4 separate regions of the Mus musculus genome follow, and all the other regions are linked to region 1. The links are chromatin contacts, called in public HiChIP or PLAC-seq maps. All regions are on one chromosome and are shown on one strand. Each heading gives the region's core, a stretch centred on a gene start, on an enhancer-like site or on the middle of the called end of the contact. The rest is flanking DNA. Distances are from core to core; before and after follow the strand shown. Region 1 holds the start of Tcf12 (transcription factor 12). Region 2 overlaps Zfp280d (zinc finger protein 280D). Region 3 overlaps Tcf12 (transcription factor 12). Region 4 overlaps Tcf12 (transcription factor 12).

Region 1 (4,286 bases), core at 481-2,980:
TCCGATGAAATTACCACATACAGGAAAGATAATAACAGTTCTAATACAGCAGGTATTGGCCCTGCCTTCTAGGAGCAGTTAACGTTGAAATTCAATCCATTAGTAAGAAATAAGGGCAATGGGCTCTATAGCTTCACCTTTTATTTTTAAATCATTTTCCATATTACATATGCAGACGGCATATGTATACTTAAAGCAGTCAGCTCACAAGGCTGGGAATTCTAGCGCTGGGGTTGGCTTTTTTGAAGCTGGCATCTCTCAGGTACCACAGGCTAAATGAAGTCGTGGGGAGGGAAATGCTGAGAAGTCTTCAGGAAAAAAAATATTTTTTTTCTTTCATATAAAGTCTAAAATCTCTAATAATTATCAGAAGGGAGTGACTCAACCAGAGCTCATGATTACATTGTTCTTCTTTTAACTAGTTAAATCAAATGACCCCTCTGGCATTAAAGTTTGAAATCTGCAAGTCTAGACATTACATCAAAGTTCAGGTGTCCAACTTGGGGGAGCTGGACTCCAGCCCTGAGAACTAGCGCTGAAAAGCAGATGGAGTTGCCCGCTGCCATGTCGCTTTCCCCCCTTTTCTCTCTTGCTCCCGATCTCGGGAAACCTCAGCAGAACCCCAAGATGCGGAGGAAAGCTCTCATACCGCACTGAAGTCCAGCAGGTCGCTCAGCTCCTTGTCGGTCCCTATCGCGGCCATGCGCTGCTGCTGGGGATTCATCTTCAGCCACTTCTAGCAGGTCCTAAGGCAGAGAAGACAGGCTGAGCCGCGGACACCCGGACGCTCGACGTGAGAAGGAGAGAGAGGGAGAGAGAGAGAGAGAGAGAGAGAGAGAGAGAGAGAGAGAGAGAGAGAGAGAGAGAGAGAGAGGCAGCGCTCGGGGTGGGGGGCGCCGAGCGACACGCCAGATCCCCACGCATACCCGAAGGACAGTGACGGAAGCCGCTCCGACACGGGAGCCCACGCGTGGCTCCGTGGCTCCCGCAAGTTTCCAAGGTGGCTCGGCTTCGGGGTGCCCCCGGGGAGGAGTACGGAGCGAGCCCGCGCCCAGCGAGGGAGCGAGAAAGCGGCGGCGACCCGGAGACCAAGTGACTCACTCGCTCAGCAACAATAGAGCTGACAAGTTGCGGGGAGCGCGCCGCTCGCAGGCCCGCGTCTGCGGCCCGGACGTCCCCAGCGGGGGTCCCCGGCTTGGTTGAGAGCGCCCCACGCGCGTCCGCGCCCCGCAAACTCCCGCCCGGCCTCCACCTCCCACTTGGGCCGCCCTGCCCCGGACTCGCGGAACAATGAGGCGGGCTCGGCGGCTCCCCGGCCCCGAGCGCCGAGCCCCGAGCGCCGCGCAGGCCGAGCGCCGCTGCCCGGGCCTGGACCCCGCAGCTCGCGCCTCCGCCCCGCCGCGCGCCGCAACTTGGACGCGGCCCCGGGCTCCGCGCCGTACAAAGGGACCTGAGTTCCGCACGTCCCGCCCGCCGCCCGCGGTTACCTGCCGCCCGGGCTCCGCATCCAACCTTCCCGATTAAAGTTCACTTTGGCCGGGAGCGCGGGCTCAGGCTTTCCCCCTCCCCACGCGCCGCCGGCGGCTGCGTTGCCTCGGGCCCCCGCGAGTGCTTGAGTCGGCGCGACTCGGGCGGCTCTCGGGCTTAGCCGCCCGTGGCTCCCCGGGCGGGCTGGCTGTCCCCCCGATAGAACTTGTGGGTCTCCTCAGGCGGACATTTTTTTTTTTTTCCGCTGAGGCGGCCTCAGCACCGAGCTCCGCTCGCCTCCGGATCCCTCCGCGCCTCAAGCGCGTCGGCTTAACCCCTCGCTGCCCGGCGCGCTCCCGCCTCCCGCGCCGAGGAAGTGGGACCGCGGAGGGGGCGGGGAGGCACGGGGCGGGGCGGAGCGGCGGACGGACAAAGCCCACGGCGGGCGGCGGCCGTCTCCTCAAGCTCACTGCGCCCCGAAGTGCCGCGACGGGGACGCAGCTGGGCAGCATCTGGATCTGCCACCCGCAGCCATTCCGGAGCTCAGCCACGCCGGACGCGGGAGGCGAGGCCGGCTGTGGAGCCGCAGCTGTGGTGGGCGGACTCTGTGGGAAAAGCGCAAAGCCCCTCACGCCGCGCTCATCAGCTTGCTCACCTGAGCGTGCCGTCCCACCTGAGCCCCGCGCTGCAACACCAAGTTCTGGGAAAGGATTGCGCCTGGCCTTTGCTGTAACCAGAGAGACAGCCCCAGGAAGTTAAGTCTTGATGAGCAAGTTCCGAACTTGGCCTGAAGAAGCCCCAAAGAAAAAGGGGAAAAATTCGGCCTTGGAAGTTAAGGTTTACTTGAGGGGAAGCTAAGGTGATTGTGTTGAGGTCTGCGAGCACAGAGAAGACCAGCCAGGCCCAAGCAGAAGAAACACTCGAGACAAGCATCCAAAGAAACGAATTGAAGACAGTGGCCAACTCTTGAGTATCCTGACTGTAAGAAGGAGCCGTTGGCCTCAGAAGTTCATATAAAGAAGATAGTTAAATGTGCCATTGCTGTACTTACTGCAACCAGAGCTGTCCAACCAGAGAAGCAAATTAAGGTTTATATGTGGGACCTCCGTATAGACCATTCCAGAACTAATGGTAGCCTACTCACCCCCAAAGCCAGTCCCACTTAGGTACATACATGCTTTGGCAACTTGTGGAGTGTGTCTCCATCCTAAACAAAGTAGCATGATTTCACCTAAAAAATGATAACGATCCCGTTTCCAACTAAGACTAGCGGATGGTTAACCCACATACAAATAGGCAATTTGCTGAAGTCTTTGAGAACATTTTTGCAAATGCTATAAAAAAAAAAAATGAATGTCATCTTCCAAACTCAAGATCTAGCCAGAGTAAATCAAACAGACAAGAAGAAAGTCTTCGCAAGGAGAGATCTGATCTTTGATGATGTTTCCAATATAAATCAAACAGTTCTGAGCCAAGTCTAGCATCATTGATTAAATGAACAGGGTTTGGTTATCCGTAATTTGGTGTATACAAAAGTGAGGCAAAAAGCAGTCACAGAACAACCAGGAAATTTGATTAGGTAACTGGTAAAGCCATATTTCTGTGGTACAATCTCTAGGGAAGATGCTGAGGTTTGGTCTTCTGCTATGCATTGTAATACTAACTACTGGCCTGGTTGCCCCCAGGGATGAGAGAATCTGCACTTAGGTAACCTTGTCCCCAAGTTATCCCTGATTGGTGAATAAAGATACCCACTGCCTATGAGCAGAAGAGAGATAGGCAGAGTTTTGGTTCTTGGGCTTGGGGTTCCCAGTCAGGAACCAGGAGGAGAGGGTAGTAGGTAGAGAGAAGAGAGCACACCATGGGGTAGGTGAATCATGAAAACATGGCCATGAGAGCTGGCCACTTGGAGTTAAGGACAGCCAGATGAAATGTGGCAAGTTACAACTCGGGGTTATTGATAGGGAAGTAGACATAATAGCTTAGAAGGTAGATATCTGACCAGATCTAGTACATTAAAGGGTCATTATAAATATAAAAGTTGTGTGTCTTTTGTCTGAGAATTGAATGATCAAAAGCAGAGTAGAAACCCCTGATTGAGATAAATAATTACTACAAGAAGAAGGGGTGGCATGAAACCATGCGAGATGTATGCTGTTTCCAAGGCAAAGGAGAGGCAGCTTATACTGCTCACACAGCTATTTTAGAGGACATCAGAGGATTCACTTTGAAAGTCTGACTGGGGAAGGTTTTCATATCTATTGTGGAAAATTCAATTTTATTTTGTGTGTTGTTTTGTCATTAGATTGTGAGTTCCTTGTGGGTTGGTACTGATAAGCACCTAGCATTGTATCCAGGATACTAGACTTGATGGTAACCTGAATTTATTTCTTCTGTTTTAAGCTATATCAAGTCATTCTATTATAGTTACTTAATATGTAAATATATTTCTGTACATGTGGCTTTATTTAAAAGAGAGCTAGAATTTTGAAATTAGAGGATGAAATTTTTTATACTTTCAAATGGTATCTGTGTGTTTCTAAATAAAGAAATAATATTCCCATCAATAATGGGCCAAATCTATTCCTGAAAAATATGGAAGACTCAATATTGAAAGTGGAGCTTTAGGGCTGGGTATATTGCATAACCCAAAGTGGGTTGATTTGTTTCTTGGGTTTGAGGGTGGGGGTGGTTGTTGTTGTTGTTGTATAATTTTGGGGTTGGTTAGTTGGTTGGTTTTGTTTTTACTTTTGTTTTTTGTCTTGGCCCCACCTGAGTCCTATCCCTAGGAAGTACATGGTTGAAGGAGATACCAAATC
Region 2 (4,286 bases), core at 477-2,976, 230 kb after region 1:
GCTACATAGTGAAACCTTGTCTATGAAAGAAAAAGATAGGGGGGAGATTCATTCATGTGATTTTCTTTTTTTTAAATTCTGTATGTGAATATCTTAGAGAATTTTGACCTATCTTTCAATATTTATTTGGCATTAATCTCTAATTGTTTATTATTTATTTATTATTAAAATCTAATAAATCATGTAATCTCCTAATACATAAATTTATCATTTTTCTTCATTGGATATTAAAAAATAAATCATATTAGTACTTGGTTTAAGATTCCTAGAAAATGCTGAATTGCATATAAGGTGTAGTATATAATTAAATGCTAGCAAGTGAATATATGTTGTCCCACTTATTAGAAAAAATTATATCCTTGTTATATTTATAAAATCAAAGTTGTGCATAACAGAGGCAAACCAATTATTAATTATTTCTGCCTCTTTAGGTACAAAGGATGCTTTTATGCAAGGGCATGGCTACCTTAGTATCCTTTTGAGACTTATTTCTAGACTTTACACCATATGTTTTAAATTTTCTTTAATTTTTTTACTTTATAAAGTTCTACTTCTTCCCTGTGTGGCTTCCAGACTTGATTCCTAGCTCCACATTAATCTTTCTCAGACCCTTAAACTGCTTCTATGAAGTAGTAGAGTGTAGATATTGTAGTGGATTGTAGAGTTTGGAGTTCCACCTTTTTTTTTTCTCTTATATGTGAATGGTTCTGGTTAGGTTACCTGACCTCTCTACTCCGAATCCTCATCCTCACAATGTAAATCACAGAAGAACCTGTTTATAGAGCTTGAGGGAATTAAAGGAATTGCTTATGGTCTCTGAAAGTACATAACACACAGGAGATAGTATGAAAGTGACCATATGGTTGTTACTGTTGTTAAGTCAACATCCATGGTTTTATGTTGGTCTACATTTTACTGAAAATGAATCTTCCTGATTTTTAACCCATTTTTCATTCTAGCCTACCCATATTATTTCAAAAATCATTGCTGACAATTCTCTTTTTTAAACCTGTATACTAAGTTAGTGTTGTAGAACGTTTGTCATACCGTTAGATTTTGGTATATTTAAGTGCACTACATTATATTTTGAGGAAATATTTATGAATGCTCTATGTTCATTTTAGATATTTAAATTTTATCGCAATTTTCCACTAAATTATACTGCCTTATCCTTGACTACTTTATGACCCATCTCATACTTTGAATGCACTTGTGATTTTGTGATCCTCCTGCAGCAGTACTCTTACCAGCTTGGTATTTGACTAGCTAGACAGGCTTACTGCTCCTTTCTGTATCTTTGAAATATGAGATCCTAGTGATCTTAATCTTCCACACTAAAAATCTGTTTTATCTGCATCATTGTGATGGATGGTGCTATGAAAGGATTTTATGCCTGAAATAAAGTAGACAGACACAGGCATAGATCCTAATTAAATAGTCTGTAGCTTCAGTAAAATTTAGCCCTTGTTAAGCCTCAGGTTTCTTATCACTAAAAGAAACATAGTAATTCTTTATAGGGCAGCTATAAACAAGTAGAAACCATGTATGGAAGGAAATCAGTGGGTCATGTTACTAACTCAAATAATTCACCTTAACATTTAAATTATTTGGCACTGGAGAAACTAGGCACTTAGTAAATGTACATTGTTGCCACTGCTACCTCAGCTGCTGCTGTTTCTGCTTCTGCTCCTGCTGCTGCCCCAGCTGTTACTACTTCTGTTGCTGTTATTTCTTGATGACAGGAGACCCTGCTGACTGGATATCTGTGGAATCTCATGGCTGAGAGTTTTAGTGACAGTCCATCTGTACTGTAGTTATTTATAGTTTTGACTTACAGTTCAGTTTTGCAGTATATTCTTCTCAACTACTGGGTAATTGACATCACAGTGCTGTAATTAAATATTGTGCAGTTTTCTATCACCAGAATTGCGTATGATTCTGTTTGCTTTGTCTAAAGACTATGGAACAATTCTGACTTATTGTAAACTAGTACAGAACCCTCTCTGCTTAGAAGGACATCAGTCCTTTTGAGCTGACATTTTCTTCTGTAAAGACAACCTTTTTATTAATTGACATCAAGTAGGCATTTCCAGAATTCCATAGCTGCTTATCCAACCCAATTTAATGAATACATGGTACTGGTGAGCAGTATTTTTATTCTTCTATCGAATGCAGAAGTCATCTTGAAAAGTAGCACATGTGTTTCTAGTTTTAGGTCATAATTGAACTCAGCCATGAAATTGTTGTTGTTCCCCCTTTTCTCTGTCTCCTCTCCATGTGTTCTCTAGGGTGCTTATATAGACTCAACTGTATAAAACAAAACTGAAGTCAACTCTTGTTTTATTTTCTGAGATGCTTGTCCATGCTGAAAAATTGAGAATAGAAAGATCATTCTCACCCAGTGTGGTGGTATGTGCCTTTACTCCCAGCACTCAGGAGACAGGCAGACAGATCTCTGTGAGTTTGAGGCCAGCTTGGTCCACTTAGTGAGTTCTAGCAATCCAGGACTACATAGTGAGATTTGTTTCAAAAAAGGAATAAGGAAGAAAGGAAGTCTCTTAGCCTTCTTCATGGCAGAAGAATCCATGGTAAATACATTATCTATAGCTCAAGCTTGTAAAGAGAGTCTAGTTCATTGAATAAAATATACTATAAAATACCTTTTGAGATGGCTTTCAGTAATTACTTAGTTCTGAGTGTGATTACTAAGTCTGTGCTAAGCAGAGACCCCACTATCACACTGCTGTGGTAAATTAGGTTGAAAGTTGTGTTTGTTTTGTAGAGTTAAATGATGTAAAATGCATTTATAGATACAAATATGTTTACTATTCTTTATTAACCCCTTGAATTTAAAGACTACTAGAGAGAAATAAAAATCAAAAACTGAATTTTCTTGAATTCCTCCATCTAATTTCACAATCCCCGAGTACTGACTTTTATGCTTAGCATCAGTGGTACTCAGTAGCTGTTTCATGGTCTGGTGCAGGCAATTTCCTATATACTCACGACACTGATGCTAGTTACCCACCTTCTGTACACAAGGCTGCCAGGAATTGGAATTGTAAACATTACTGAAGGGTATGGTCTGTGTCCCTAAGGTAGTATAGAAAAAGGGGCCAGAGCAGTAAAATAGGTAGTCTACACTGAAACCATGTTCCTCACAGGGATACATAATCAGCTGATTTCTATGATTTTTGTATAATACTACATCAAAAGTAATCCAAAAAGCCTTACATTTGAAAATATTTTTTAAAAAGGCACTCTTACTAAATCTGTGGGTGTGTGGTATGTAAGGAGCTAGTTCATTATTTCTTATTAATTTCTGACCTCATTTGGAGGGCAGTTCTGAACCTGGTCATAATCCATGTCTAAATGTCATATTCATTTCATATCCCGAAGTTAGTGAGAGGTAAGAAGAAAACTAGGCTCATCTGTGACACATTCATTTTGGGCTCTATCCTTCTGTGAACTTCTATATGGTGACTGATATGAGGTACTGGGAGATCTTTCTAGATCTCAGTCATTAAGATCACAAACCAAATCTCAAGCAGTGTTTCCTTATCAAAGTAGATGCATTACATATATGGGCTTTGTGGGAAATTTCATGTCATAGGTATGAAATGTGCATGAAGCTAAAATGGTTTCTGCCAGCTTAGACTTCTTCCATGACTTCCTATAATAAGCAGGGAAGAGTGAGAGACCAAGTGGGATGAAAAGATAAATTAACTTCTTGTAGTTCATCCATTTAAGGCCACCTACCAGTCTCTTCCATTGATTTTGATTGATCTTCCCTAAGACTAGCCTTTTTTTCTCTAGTATGAAATGATCTATTCATTCTCAACATGAGGGCTTGATTCGATCATCTAAAGCTAGATGATCCATTGATAAGGACATTCTTTCACCCTTCTGGTACGTACAGGACTTCATTATAGGTGATAAATCAAGAGTGGGATTCCACAGACGGGGTGTGTGTGTGTGTGTGTGTGTGTAGCTATTGGTGGTCTAGTTTTTGTTACATTTTTGCACACATTGTGTTTTATTTGTTCCTTATCTGTCACCTTTAAAAAAAATCTAGAATGATTATTTCTACTCCTTGACATGTATTTATTTCTGTGCTTGAGGTCAGACCTAGAGTTTGGAATATGTTAGCTTCTTCTCAGCTGTTTTCCTAGCCAAGTACTAGAGCCATATCCCTACCACTGACCATGTTCCCAGTCTACTGGACAGCTGAGGTGATGTCTAGCTGTAGATGATCGAATCAAGCCCTCATGTTGAGAATGAATAGA
Region 3 (4,286 bases), core at 588-3,087, 230 kb before region 1:
CAACATCTTTATAGTTGTCAATCACTGTTTCTTATCTTCAGGAATCAAATGTACCTTTTATGAGCAACTAGTGCTCATTCATTAAGTATATAATACAGCATTGATGAGGGAGGTGCAGATAAGTGAGAAAACAGTCACAAAACCAACCACACTCACGGATTAGTCTGCACTGCCTGCCTGCCATTACTCCTCACTGTGAGAATCAACTGTGAAAGCGTTGGGGAATCACCCTCCATGGCAGCCTGCCCTCTTTGTGCTTGTGTCTCCTACTCTCAAAGACTTGCCTAGTCACTACTGTGCTAATAATGACTTGCAATGGTAGAAATGAAGAGCCTGTGCTAGGAATTTCTACTGGAATGAGTTCTAGGCCTCAGGCTTACCTATGTCCCATCGCTCCTACTCTCCAGTTCCCTTAAAGGTTTCAGAGTCCTCAGTCCCCTTTTCTTCTCTAGTTACTAGCAGTTTAAGCCTGGTTATGACCTTCCTATGTTTACAGACCCTGGTGAATGACTCCTGAACCGACTCTCACTGTCCCCTGCCTCACACTGGCTGCTGGCTTCATCACTTGACAGGCTGAGTAGGTCACATCTCAACTCTGAGTCACTACTCTGCTTTCTTTCCTCTTCTCTTCTTTATTTTGGCTGTGCTCCCCCTTTTCTTTGCCCCCCCTTTCTCTCTCTACACACCAGTATTCACAATTCTCAGTTTCTGGGATAAATATGCATCATTTTCACACTGTTTTAAATCTGTGTATGCATGTGTGTGGAGGCCAGAGGACAATCTCAGGCGTTGTTCCCTAGGAGTTGTCCACCCTATTTTTGAGACAGGATCTCTCACTGGCCTGACTCTCTAGCTGGCCAAGCCCTGGGCATCCATTTGTTTGTTTTCCCGGTGTTGGGACTTTAATAAGTGATAAACTGCATGTGAAATTTGCTATAATAATTATCAGTAAAAAGATTCTTTAAATAACAGATTTTTACCTTAGTATTTAGTTAATGGGGATCAAAAAACAGAAACAAGAAAATGAAAGAGCTTGTTATAGACTTCACTCCAAATCTACAAAATGGCATAAACTTTGAGAACAATTATGTCTTGAGGTTCTATGATTGCTGAGAATTAATGTTAATGTTCTAGGCTATGTGTATCTCACACTTAGGTAGGCACAGGCTTTCTAGGGCGTGAATGGACTGCCAATTCTTCAGCTCTGCCCTTCCAATGAAGCAATCCCTAAGTATGTCAAATGCTGGTTAGAGTTCCTTTATGTGGAAGAAAGCAGAGTTTATACTTCTTACTCTCATAAAGAGAGGACATATGTGGGAGGAAGAGTGGCAGAGCAATACCGGTACACAGAAGCCTTTCTGATGGCAGATCACTTCACCAGCCTGTATCTCTGCAGGCTCATTCCATCACCAAAACAACTGAATCACATTATTTCATAAAAATCGTGATTTCTTTAGAAATCCTAAATATCAGACTTTTTTGGCAAAGACCATTCTAAATGAAGATTTTTCTCTCTATTTTCTGGTGTTTAAGGAAGAAAAATTAGTGTTTATTGAATATTGGTGTTTAAGGAAGAAAAAAGTCACGTTAAAAACGGAGGTGGTAGTGGCTAGAGTTTGGGGCAGGAACAAAGTCAGAGCTCATTTTACATGCAGCCCACAGGCACTCATAGTTAAATGGCCAATGATGAATAACTCCCAGTACCTTCTGCCAGACTTAAACGGTAATATTCCTCATTTTACTGCAACAAATGAGGCTCCTCCTCCTATCAGTCATGGTCTATTCCAATCAGTAGGGTGCCAATAAAGCCAGAGGCTAATGAAAGGAGCTTCAGACAAACAGAAACAATGGAGAGCTCCAGGCCCAACCCTGGAAGGCAGAGTCCAAGGTTTTAAACACTGAAGCTTTTGGACATTTCAGTTAATCTTTATTATGCTAATGTTATTGAGTCTAAGGAACAAAGAAACTTATTTCATGAATTACTTCTAAACATCAACTTCCCTGGATTTTCTTTTCTTTTGTTAGGGACTACTGACCATTTAACTATCTAGATTAAAACGCACACATTCTCCCTCTCTTCTTCCCTCCCTGGCTCATAGAAATCAAAACATAAATTATCACAAAGAAGTCTGATATAATCAACAAAGTTAAACAGTCTTCTCGTTTGATCTCTTCTAAATTAAAGACTGAATGTTTTGATATGGTATTAGGCCCTGAAATAAACCAGATGTTTCTTCCTGCATATAACTCTCCATGGGCACAGTCTTAAAGGGTGATTGTCTGGCAAATGTTCAGGGACACACAGATTTTTCCTTTCCTTCTATCTACCCACGTCTATTATCTAAACTAGTGCACAATCCATAGGGCTTTGGGGACTTTGTGTAAATACCTTCATGTACAATTCTCTTTCTTGCTATCCTGAGATTAAGACCACAATTATCCAGGCTTAAACCTAAAATAAAAGAACCTTTGCAAACGCATTATCTGGCCTTACATGTTTAATCACGCAGCATTCTGCGTGTTCTTTAAAACCTAAACTGAAGAACAAAGGTTGTACCCTCTGGTGTTTCACACATGAAAGACCTTCTAAAGCAACTAGGGAACTAGAATTAACTTCTAATGACAACAGTGGTATTTTCCCATCAAAAATAGATGCTATTATTATATTAGAGACACCACATTCTAACCATTTGTAATACTTAACATAAAATTCTGATATGCATTCAGATTCGCACATGTAATCCTCCCTAAGTTTCTTTCTCTCATTTCTCCTAATTCTTCCAATTACTGTTTTTGTTTTTTAGTATATTTTAAAAACTAAACATTATTAATGTGAATGTGAGTCTGTAAGGAAAGCTGAAGAAACAATGCTGTTGGAGAAGTAGGGGGAGGCTGAAGGGACAGGAAGTGTGCACATGAGGGTCTGCAGTGATGGACCAGATGGAATGTATCACTCTCAACTATGACAGAAATGATTTATGGAATGACCTGGCTGTTCCCGCTTAGTAACAACACAGGATGACAGAGATGAGTTTCCATGACAACCAAAGCCCACCCACTAGCTAGATTAAACATTTCTTCCTGGCCTCCACTCATAGTAAATCTGGACTTTTTTCTCCAAATGCCATCCTAGTTTCTCTAGCATGCTGTTCATAATATGGAAGGAAAATCAAGGATGCCAGAGTAACTAAAGGAAGCTTGAAAGACCACTGAGAACATTACAAAGTTCTGTGTGTTTATACCATAGTTTTTTTACATATATTTTTCTCAGAAAAACAAAATAACTCCCAAATGGAGGTTTTATTTTTAAAATTTCCTTAATATTAGTAGTCAAATGCTACTTGTTCCTTTACATGTGCATGAACTATCTGCTGTTGGATCTTCTAAGATGAGCAGGCTCAACATGGCATGACAATCAAATACCCAAGAAAATTTCTTCCTACACAAGTTTTCTTCAGTGGGGAAAAAGAAAAAAAAGGTAGAGACAACTCTCTTTAGTTATTTTGCACACCTCTAAGGCAATCCCTATAGCACAACTTCCTAGACACATAAAGCAGTGGAGAAGGGCAGCCTGAGGCTAGTTCCATGTGGGTCCTACGGTATATGAGCTCTCCCCTTCTAGCTAGTGATCCCTAGGGCAAACTACTTAAATCTTTTGAGCTCAAGTCACTTAACCTTTAAACCTCAGTTCCCACAAATATAATGTGGGGATGATAATGCCAACCTTACAGGGTTTTCTTGAGAATTACACAAAACAGGGCACAAAAATGCTTACTGTGGTGCCGAGCAACTAGAAAGCACTCAGTCCACAGTTGATCATTTCTGTGGGTTTATACCACCACCATTATTATGTGTGTTCCAAGATTAACTCCAGCAAACATTTACTGGGCTCCACTGTGTGCAGGACTCTACTACGTGGTAGAAGAGTTTGATTTGGCTTCATTTCTCAAAAAAACTCATACTTAACAGCTATAGAGAAAGGTTTATTTACTCAAACAATACATAAAGAGGTTTCTTTCTTCAAGAGCTCGACAGCTGCTCACTACCAGTCACATATCAGAGCTCTGCTTTCTCTATCAATAGCAAATATTTAAGAAAGTTCACTGCACTTCAGACAAAATATAATTCTAAGAGACATACTTCTCAAGAAAAAATAGTCTAATAAAAAACTTTACAAGGCAAAAGCATAATTTAAATTTCAAGAATTAGATTTGAATCTTTATAGATAATTAATAAATACCCTTCTCTCCTTTCTGGTCTGAGCATTTCAAACTAATTGTAACATT
Region 4 (4,286 bases), core at 1,112-3,611, 200 kb before region 1:
TGCAGCTTACTCCTCAGCACTACATAAACAAAAGTCCTTATGGTTCAGAGAGCGTCAAGTAACCTGTCCAGGTCATAAAATAAAAAAGGGGCGAGTAAGGGGAAATTCTGTGTATCTCTAAGGCCACATCATCCTTAGACAGTGCTAGTCCTTAAACAACAAAGCCAATTAACAAATAGAGCTACTCAGGAAAGACGGAACTGGCAAAACTATTTACATACAAAACAAGATATTCTTATGAATAAACCAAGATTTTTACTTTAATACTGAAAGAAAATGTCTTCTCACAGTTTTTAAGCTGTTCTTATGGCCCTCCATATAAATTGGGGTAGATTAGTGCAAAGGTCAAGGAGAATGGTGTTATAGTAAAATGGATGTCTTTGTTCCTCATACTTAGAGAAGTCCTGCAAACAAAGTGACATGGAGACTGAAGGGATCCTACTAAACACACTTCCTTTTGTAAATTCAAGAAAGGTTGCCAGGGGAAATAGTTGCCCCAATCCCTGCCCTATGTCCCAAACTCTCTTCTACTTTCTATCTTAGCAATGATCTCCTACCAAGGAAAAACAGGTATACACAGCTGGTGTTCAGAGATTAGGGAAGGGAGGCTAAGGAACCCTCAAGGGTAAGGAAATGGCCGCCATGCTGAAGTACCTTGCACACCCTTTGAACTCTGTTCAGTCCCAACAGACTCCAGTCACTGCAAGCCCAGACACTGGAGGTCTGTGCTCAGAGCAGACCTCCCTATGGCCACGTGTACTGAATACTGTCCTCTGCTTCTATCCTGAGGTAAGGGGTAAAGGGAGGAGGAATGCTTCAGTACATTTACAAAAGCTGAGTCTACTACAGAATCTAGGGAAGCTTCACTTCTAAATTTAGACAAAACATTGGTTTTCACACTTCTGTTCTTTTTACCTGTTGGCCCATTTGAAATCTGAACATTTGGCTAAATTTTTAGTTTTGGAAGTATGATACTCATTATTCAAATCATCATGAAACAGAACATGTACATTCATGGTCTTTTTTTGCTCTCACTTCTTTTATGATTCTCAACATCAAAGATTTGCAAAACTGTATATTCATTATAAGCAGTCAAATAGAAAAATATAATTTTCTTTATTTATTGTTTTATTTAGACAGGGTCTTGCAAGACAGCCCAGGCTGGCATAGAATATACAGCAATCCTGTTTTAGTCTCCCAAGTGTTGAGATTATAAGCATATACACTACCATGCTCACTGGTATACACAGACATATATGCGTGTGCGTGTGCGTCTGAGAGAGGGTTTCACTACACAGCCTTATTTGGCCTGGAATTCCCTATGAAGACCAGGCTGGCCCCCAACTCATATATATAACTCTCTCTGACTGTAATTAAAGGTGTATACCAAAGAAGCTGGAGAAATATAATACTTAAGAAAGCTTGTCTTAAAAATTTCCTAATCATTCTAAAGGTTCATCAAAATTCAGTAGTTTTTCCTTTCCTGAACACAAAACAATACAGAGAAACTATCTTAAAGTAATAAGTGATGTTATATTTAAAAATGTAAGGACAAAGGGCTTTCTCTGCAAAGTGTCTTTTCAGGCTCCTCTATCCATTTAGCTCAGTTGTTTTAAAAAATGAAGTAACTATGAAATACTGACAATTAACCTTATTTCTTAAAACTAATGCCAGACCAAGAATAAATGTGGGAATCTTTTTACTTATTAGTTTGTTTTTAAAGCTGTATGGTTCTGCTAATATTAATATGTAATCTAACTTACTATTTTCACAGAATTATAGTATTATAAGAAATCACACTGCTCCATGTTTTTGCAGTACTGTCTACATGAGTATGATTTCTGTTAGGTTATACTGTCTACCTATCTTTGTACAGCACATAACTTTTAAAATGTAAATCGTACAACTATTTTTAGCTGCTGCTGAAATTCCTGTCTTCAGGAATAATGATTTGAGGCATTGTTCATTTTGTTTATCAAGCAGCTATTCAGCCTCTAGTGGGACCATGTGCTTAAGCAAGCAAAAGCGTTTAGGATGCTTGCAGCTGCAATTCAACCTTCCAGGTAGGCTGCAGGTTCAGAGTACAGCTGCCCTATGCTTTATAAAACTCAGATCCATCTGGAATTGAGTTTCAAAGATTTCAATTCGACTTTTCAGAAAAAGGGGGCAGGACATAACAGAGATGGAATGCAAACAACCAAAAGATGATTTCTGTCCTTTACCCTTTAAAAAAAAATAAAAAGCTCAGGCCCATGCTGCCCCTTCTAGATTGCTACTTGTCAAGCAGGGCATTCCATTCAGTCCAAACTCTGATGAGCTGTGACTCATCTGGCAGCACCTGCGCCCATGTGTTAAGTATTGCCCAATAAAAGCCTAGCATCCATTTACACAACAAAGAATGTAGCCTTCAAGGCACAGGGCCTCAATCTAACAGTCTCGCTGAGCATTTGTTCTACACAGAGAGAAGAAAGAAAACCCTTTCCCTTCTCACCAGAGGTTTTTAAAGTATGGGTGGATTAATAATGTAAGTTTATCTACAAATACTTCTACTGCTTCAAAGAGCAAGGATATTAAGAGCACAAACACTCCTACAGTATTAGGTTACTATAGCCATTAATGATTGTTTTACCAACCTCTCCCAGCCTCCTGCATCAAAGCTCTTTATTCTCAAAGGATACATTTTTGAGAAAGTAGGGAATCAACAAACTAGTTGCGTGAAAGCTTTCCTGATGTTAGCCTGAAGTTGGGAAAGGCTTAATGAAGGCTTTAAAATCCACAAGGGCTTCAGAATGAACGTCTGACTTGGTGATTTATGCATATTAATAACCTCAGTCCTACTGAGGCAAGCTGAGCCGAACATGTCCTCCGAATCTTAATGTCTTTAGCTCCATTGGGATTATTACAAATGTAAATTTCTAAGATTCTCAGCTATTAATCTCTGTCTGTCCTCCTGTTCAGCAACATAATGACTAATTAAACATCAAAAGACCTGCAGAGGAGATCTTCTTTGACAGCTACAGGCCTAGTCTTCTTCCCAAGAGGGGAATTCAAATGACAGAGACAGGGAGTGACAGCATATGAGTAAGCTACAAATCACTGCACAGAAAACAAAAAGCTGAACCTTAAGTGTGGATTTATCTCAATCAATGATTTTGTTAAAGCAATGAACAGTTACTATGTAAAGTATGCCCACTGGCACCAATTGAATCCATTCTTGTAACAAGTAAATACTCAATACTTGACATCAATTTATTGAACATCAAATTAAAACAAAAGAAGAGAATACTTACAGAAGAAGGTAGGCCAGGAGGCACCTTTCTTACTTTCTTCGCTTGTAAAGGATCTGAACATGGAAAACAAAATGTTTCATTAGCATTTACATTAGGGGAAAAATCCAGACTTCCAATGAACAGGAAACTCCCCCAGACCCCCATGGTTTCTCTTTTCCTAATACTGCACCTGAGCCTGGGAAGACAAGAATGACAGTCCTGGCTCTTCTTCTAAGTTTGAAAGGTAACAATAAATGGAGTAAAGCAAGAAGAAAAGCACACCAATACCACAAAAAGTGAAGGAGAAAGAACACCTTTAGAGCCTGTTATGCCAGGAGCGTTTAAAGACGTCACACATGTCAGTTCACTTGAGGTGAAACTCTGTGCAACAGGCCAACAGCACACTTTCTTAACAGACAAACTGTATCAGATGAAGAGCTAGGCTTAAAGGGATATTTAAAAAACTTAAGCAACGACGATGACGACGACGACAGCAACAACAAAAACCCCTTAATAACATCAAATGCTGTATTACAAATACTATGTATAAAATTTGAAATAAAATTTAAGGAATGAAAACTAAGGTTACAATAACATCATGACATGCTATACAAGCGATGGAATAAAGCCAAGATACACATCTAGTATTATGGCATTTACTTTGGTAATATGTGAGTAAAACTGGAACTTCAGCACTAAGGTACAATTGGGACTTTTATTCCTTTCCAGGAAATGAACACACAGAGAAAGTATATCTCTTATTTTGCTTTAAAGTGCTTGTGTGTGAGTGTATGTGTGAGCGCACACAAACATGTACATGTGGATGTGTGAGCGCAGGTGAATGTTTAAGTACAGGTACCTGTGGACACTAAGTCCAGAAGAGGATGCTGAACTTTCTGGAGCTTGAATTTCATACAGATGGTTATAAGCTGCCACATGGTGTGAGACTACATTTGGTTCCTTTGCAAGAGCAGTATACTCTCGTATCTGCTGAGCTCATAGCTCTAGATCCAAAGA

Evidence for each region. HiChIP or PLAC-seq counts read pairs in DNA pulled down with a chosen protein or histone mark.
Region 2: an H3K4me3 HiChIP or PLAC-seq map of bone marrow-derived macrophages shows a contact between it and region 1, with 3 times the contacts expected there. The contact joins the enhancer-like site here to the promoter of Tcf12 in region 1. A contact is called at or near these places in 11 of 39 promoter capture datasets (the 3T3-L1 cell line, 3T3-L1-derived adipocytes, the C10 cell line and 6 more), 6 of 115 datasets of contacts at active chromatin or transcription factors (the SCID.adh cell line, T-cell acute lymphoblastic leukemia, bone marrow-derived macrophages and 3 more) and 2 of 9 other capture datasets (adipose tissue and pancreatic islet).
Region 3: a contact with region 1 is called in an H3K4me3 HiChIP or PLAC-seq map of neural tube, with 4 times the contacts expected there. The contact joins the enhancer-like site here to the promoter of Tcf12 in region 1. A contact is called at or near these places in 10 of 39 promoter capture datasets (the C10 cell line, the HPC-7 cell line, the SN4741 cell line and 7 more), 11 of 484 Hi-C or Micro-C datasets (the C10 cell line, Th1 cells, cortical glia and 6 more), 28 of 115 datasets of contacts at active chromatin or transcription factors (the 230-238 cell line, the SCID.adh cell line, SST interneurons and 24 more) and 3 of 9 other capture datasets (adipose tissue, liver and pancreatic islet).
Region 4: a contact with region 1 is called in an H3K27ac HiChIP or PLAC-seq map of differentiating embryonic stem cells, with 2.6 times the contacts expected there. The contact joins the enhancer-like site here to the promoter of Tcf12 in region 1. A contact is called at or near these places in 17 of 39 promoter capture datasets (the 3T3-L1 cell line, 3T3-L1-derived adipocytes, the C10 cell line and 13 more), 2 of 15 datasets of contacts at CTCF or cohesin (large pre-B cells and pro-B cells), 2 of 484 Hi-C or Micro-C datasets (cranial neural crest and nephron progenitors), 25 of 115 datasets of contacts at active chromatin or transcription factors (the 230-238 cell line, DN3 thymocytes, the SCID.adh cell line and 19 more) and 4 of 9 other capture datasets (adipose tissue, embryonic stem cells, liver and 1 more).

The regions. Positions count from the first base shown.
Region 1 is chr9:72,110,089-72,114,374 of GRCm38.p6, forward strand. It overlaps Tcf12 (transcription factor 12), which reads right to left and starts at 1,731. Exons shown (of 21, transcript NM_011544.3): 1 at 1,488-1,731; 2 at 650-746. The coding sequence starts at 724.
Region 2 is chr9:72,342,330-72,346,615 of GRCm38.p6, forward strand. All of the region lies in intron 19 of Zfp280d (zinc finger protein 280D), which reads left to right. Among named protein-coding and RNA genes, the nearest start is that of Gm27230, 46 kb to the right of the region's middle. Within about 2 kb of position 1,727, at least 10 of the 459 cell types and tissues checked have an H3K27ac peak or open chromatin away from gene starts, as enhancers often do.
Region 3 is chr9:71,877,829-71,882,114 of GRCm38.p6, forward strand. All of the region lies in intron 12 of Tcf12 (transcription factor 12), which reads right to left. Among named protein-coding and RNA genes, the nearest start is that of Cgnl1, 110 kb to the left of the region's middle. Within about 2 kb of position 1,838, at least 62 of the 459 cell types and tissues checked have an H3K27ac peak or open chromatin away from gene starts, as enhancers often do. A contact at or near this core is called in adipose tissue, embryonic basal ganglia, embryonic brain and 7 more, where this site is marked.
Region 4 is chr9:71,913,715-71,918,000 of GRCm38.p6, forward strand. Tcf12 (transcription factor 12) reads right to left here. Exons shown (of 21, transcript NM_011544.3): 8 at 3,291-3,343. Among named protein-coding and RNA genes, the nearest start is that of Cgnl1, 140 kb to the left of the region's middle. Within about 2 kb of position 2,362, at least 53 of the 459 cell types and tissues checked have an H3K27ac peak or open chromatin away from gene starts, as enhancers often do. A contact at or near this core is called in differentiating embryonic stem cells, embryonic limb bud, epiblast stem cells and 2 more, where this site is marked.